2 separate regions of the Gossypium arboreum genome follow, and region 2 is linked to region 1. The links are chromatin contacts, called in public Hi-C maps. All regions are on one chromosome and are shown on one strand. The core of a region is the stretch at or near the end of the contact, and the rest is flanking DNA. Distances in the headings are between cores, read along the strand shown.

Region 1 (2,654 bases), core at 79-2,578:
GCATGCTGCCAATATCAAGTTCACCACCCCCCACATGTTCTTCACTCCACCTATCAACCGGCTCACAGGCTCTAACCCCAACGACGCGAACGCCAACACTATGGAGTTTATCATTAGACCCAACGCACCCGCACGCACTCCCTCGTCGTACAATTTTTGTTGGCTTGCACTCCCCTTCACTTTCCCTCCGTATACTTCCGCCCCCATCCAGTCAGTGTCGTACAACAAGAATGGAAACCATGCCATCCAATTAAGGCATGTCACCAGAAGCAAGATCCACATTGGTTTTTTCAGGGTCTTGAATGCCATCACTAACTCCGCAAAGAAAGGCCGCCCCGATGACCTTCCTTCGTTGTCCTCTTCGTCTCCAGCTTCCTTTCTTGTTATTGGTGTCTCTTTCACGGTGGTAATGGCGGTTATTGTGATAGACAGGAGGAAAACAATGTCAATTATGAAACAAGTTTTGAGGTTTGCACAGTAAACATCACAGGCGGTTGTTTGTGTGAAGGGTAGGAGCTTGTGGAGATCTGAGAAGGAACCAGCTGCGTAACCTAAAACGTTGCCAACAGCCATGAAAAACGAGAACCACGCATTGGCGATCCTCATTCTTTTATGATCATTCGACGAAAGGTCAGCCAAGAAAGCGCGGCATGGACCTTGTAACATGTTGTTAGCCACATCGAGGATCCAAAAACCTGTAACGAAGATGGCAACGGCCCTAGGCTTTGTGGGATTTTGCAGTGAATCACCAGATCGGTGACCGATGTCTTTGGCGAAGCCAATCATGAAAACAGCGACGGCAACGAAACAAGCTCCAACAGCAATGAAGGGTCGGCGACGACCGATGCGAGAGGTACAACGGTCACTGCTGTAGCCTACAATGGGTTGAACGACGAGGCCGGAGATGGGACCACAAAGCCAAATGAAAGCAGCCCAGACGTGAGGAACACCAAGGGTTTGGACATAAGGGGTTAGAAGAGAAAGTTGCAGAGCCCATCCGAATTGGATCCCGGCGGCAATGGCTGAAATCACCACAATATTCCATAGCGGGATCGGGGTTACGGTTTGACCTGTCTCCATGGCGCTCTTATCATACAGATAAAAAAGAATGACAAGAAACTGATGATTGATGGAAAAGTGCAATCAGCATATATGGTGTATATATGTCTTGATGGTGTGAAGTGTGAGTGAATCATAAATAAGATGATATTTATATAGGGCACAAGAAATTATATATGGTTAAAAATAGTTAATAACTTTGAAAATAAATTTGAGTGTGTACAAGTATATACTATTTGTGGATTCAATATATGGATAAAGCTTGGTTGTAACGAATCCAAGTAAGTTGCCCAATTGATGGAATCTCATAATTACATCTTTCCTATTTTGGCTTTTTTTTTTTTTTTTTGCTTTGGGTGAATGGAACTTATTTAATTTTAAATTAAAGATTTGAGACTTGCGTCGAGGTTAAATGTTTATTCAATTATTATTATTATTATTATTATTATTATTATTATTATTATAACCTTCTATTTTGATTTTGGTAAGAAATTCAGAAGTAGATGGGAGGAATTAATAAAATAATTTTGAAGGTAAAATTTTCAAGTATTATATTTAATTTGTTTCTACCGCCAAAAAGCTAAATTCAATTGGTGTCATTTCCATTGAAATCGTATAAGAATTTTGTATTAGGATTAATATTATATTTGGATGAAGTATAGAAATGTTGATTAAATTATTATTCGTGTTGTATTTTTATTAAATTTTGGGATTAATTTTAAAATTGTATATATATTTTATTTAATATGTAATTATATATATAAGTTTTAATTTGGTGCAATTATACATATAAAACTTTAATTATAGTTTTAATATATATTTAAAACTTTAATTTTGATTTAATCATGCTAATTTAAAGAAATAAATACATTAAATTTTTTATATTGATAAATATAATTATTTATATATACAATATATAAACATAAAATGATGTTATATCAATAATTGTGTTACTAATTTACAAAAATTGGGTCAAATCAAAATTTCATGTGTAAAATTGCACAAATCAAAGTTCATATATGCAATTGCATATTAAACCATATTTCTTGTACATCTTTGGGATTTATCCCTTAAATTTTTATTTTTTTTATGTTAACATTAATCTATTCGGAATCAAAATTTTTGGAGCCATTTAAAATTTGATGAAAATGCTAACATGAGTTTATTTTATTGGTTTGATAACAAATTTAACCCTCTAATACTAACACATTCTATCAATTTGATTTCAAATTTAAATAATTTTAAGACAATATATATGCCACATGTCGGGAATAGGGGGCTTTTTTACGCAATTAATCCTAAAAGAATTATTTATGAAAATGGTCCAAGTAAAAAATTAATGTACGTAAATGACTTGTTCTCAAAAATGACCGACAATGCCTCCTGACTCACCGGCGGCACCGTCCCCTCATTATTAGCCAATCATCAGCTTCTTAAAAAAATATCTTTTTAGGTTCTGCCACTATGTCAGGCCGCACCATTATGTATTTTTTAGAATACTCGTTAAAAATACAAGTATTCACGATGGAGAAAAAAAAGGAAAAGAAATTTTAATGGGTGTCATCGATATGTCAGGTGACACCCATTAAAATATT
Region 2 (2,654 bases), core at 41-2,540, 530 kb after region 1:
GAAAAGTGCTCGTTAGTGGACTGGCCATAGAATTGTTTGGTTTTTGCCCCATCACAACAAACCCGACAGTCCCCTCGTTTTCCTTTTTAACTTTTGAAATTTGAACACTGCCAGAATCTTGGCATTCTGTTCCATCAATGTCACGAGTCTCATAATTCATAGCCACTTTCTTAGTTGTCGTCACTAAGGTTTCATGTTTTCTAATTGCTGAAGTTAGTGGCAGCACAAAATACGACGCCTTGCACTTCAGTTCAATGAGAACAAGACATGCATATATTGTTGAATGGAAGAGCTTATTATTGATGTGCATAAATTGTCACTATTTCTGTTTCCTCTTGATTTCTTCTGATTCCCGATGACCCATTTCTGTAAGGCACCTGTAGTATAGAGTTGGATCCATGGCCTTCACATTTTGTGTTAACTGTTGGAACACCTTGTTATTTGGGTGCAGAGGGGCCTGATCTGGATCCATATTCTCCACCACCTCATCCTGTTCTCCTATAACTATAATTTCTTTTTGACAATTAGTAACTGGCCAATATCTTAGAATCTCCCTAACCACCACTTCCCCAAGTACAAACTGAGAAATGCAATAAGCCAGCTGCTTATGCTGAACTTGCAAACTTGCAAGCTACTGGTGTTGTACTGTGGGAGAAGCACTCTCGTCAACAACAGCTTGTGGTTCTCTTTTAATGGAACTACAAAGCCATTGATGATGCTTCCCTCGCCGACACCGCAATGCTTGTCAGTGTAAAAACACATCGTTTATTGCTTTTCTCATGAATGATGTATAGAAGGTCTTCACTCCTTGGATTTATTGCAAATGCAGATTGGTGTTGACGACTATATATTAATTAATTTGATAGAAAATCAGTCCTTACAGGCTTAGCTAAAAAGGAGAGTAAGCAACAAAAAACACGAGATGTTTTATAGAGGAGAGATGTTGTAATATCAGATAGCAACACAGTAATGAGTATTTCTGGACTCAACAATGAGAGGTTAATTATAAATGATATCATAATTAATAGATTGGAAGCATTAGCAGCTACCTTGTTCTAAACTAAGGACTCATCAAGCGGACTTTGAGAAGATCCACCACCAGACGGAGGAGATACTTTTACTAGGAATTACCCAAAGTCGGTCCAATCTGAATTAATCCACGCTTTTTCTAAGTTTTCATTATCTTGATTATTAAGGTTAATTCGGATTCCGGTTGTCAATAAACGAAATTAATATATTATATAATTTCAATTAATATAATATATAATATTCAGTTACAATATTTTAATACCAGAATGTGCATTTTTTAGCAATGCAGCAATGGAAAAGCTTCTGCTTCTGCTACTACAAGTGGTCACATAAACTTTACATTGCCTCTTTTGATGGACTGCTTTTGGAAAATATAAGTTGATGATGAGGAGTTTTATGTCATTTCAGTTACTTCTCATGTAAACAGAGATGCTAAATAAAAAATTTTAAAATTTTATATATTTTTGTTATCTCAAGTATTTTTTCAACTTGTTTTATTTACATTAACTCGCGGCTCCCTCTTTCGCTCGCTCGCTTCCCATTTCTGAATTTCTCAATCACTTTCAGGTAGTTGTTTCTTTTCTTTCTCTGTTTGATTACCGAGAAATTACTTCTTTTTCCTCTCTGTAAACAAACGGGATTTTTTATTTAAGATTTGTTTTTCTTCTTTTTTATGTGGAGTCTGTACTCTATTAGATCTGTATTTAATTATTAAATTCTGTTTTCCCCTTTTTTTCCCCTGATTCTATCACATGATTCCGTTTCTTATTTGTTTTGCTTTTTGAAAGTAACAGGTATCTGAAGAATCAGCAAAATGGTTTCCTTTGAAATGAATGATCGAAAAAGTGAGCTTTTATCTTCCATTTTCTGTGCTTTCTGTGCTTCTTTTCATTCAATTAACGCATCTATGAATCTGTGATTTTGTGAAACTTCTGTTCGGTGTGATACTTTTTTTTTTCCGATGGAGGTTTGATGCTTGAAATATGCATTGTGCAATCCCTAGAAATTTTTGTGAAATTCAGATCTCTGGACTTGGTTCATCGTTTATCTTGGGATTTTTATTTATTATTATGCATGTTGGTAAAATTTTGTAACTGCTGTTAAGTTAGGAAAGTCTTTGAAGTGTCCATGTTATTTTACGTTGAGGCAATCTGGGAATGATTTGATGTGCTAATTTATATTAGACGTTAAATTAGTATGGCAAAGTCAGTCGAATATATTTCCTTAGAAAGAATATTTTTTATTATTTATTATCCGAACAAATATTTTAGTAAGCTATTCGGAGTTGTTTGGTAAGTTATGCTGCTTTATTAAGAAACATATATTAACTGGTAATTCTAATAAATTGATGTTAGTCAAACTCCAAAATGATTTACTAGTGGAGCTCCGTTGATCACATTTGATGTGCGTAGATGGTGAAGGATTTCTAATTGATATGTACACCCCTTATTATTCAAAGTTCAAATATATAGGGTAGTTCAATAGGATGTAGTTCTCATTGTTAAATTTATTTATGCATGCATTTATGCTTGGTGAAGCGTGTGCACCACACCTTCTTGGAGTTGCTTATGATGGTGTTGTTTAAGTTGAACAAAATGACGAACCCTCTTACATGTGGATTTTGT

The links. Hi-C and Micro-C count contacts between places; a contact is called where the count stands out from the background.
Region 2: a Hi-C map of leaf shows a contact between it and region 1, with 4 times the contacts expected there. The contact joins the promoter of LOC108467831 here to the promoter of LOC108461287 in region 1. A contact is called at or near these places in 2 of 5 Hi-C or Micro-C datasets (both in leaf).

Annotation. Positions count from the first base shown.
Region 1 is chr13:103,280,857-103,283,510 of ASM2569848v2, forward strand. It overlaps LOC108461287 (sucrose transport protein SUC8-like), which reads right to left and starts at 1,329. Exons shown (of 4, transcript XM_017761085.2): 1 at 1-1,329. The coding sequence starts at 1,080.
Region 2 is chr13:103,810,486-103,813,139 of ASM2569848v2, forward strand. It overlaps LOC108467831 (vesicle transport protein GOT1), which reads left to right and starts at 1,291. Exons shown (of 7, transcript XM_017768627.2): 1 at 1,291-1,596; 2 at 1,818-1,874. The coding sequence starts at 1,844.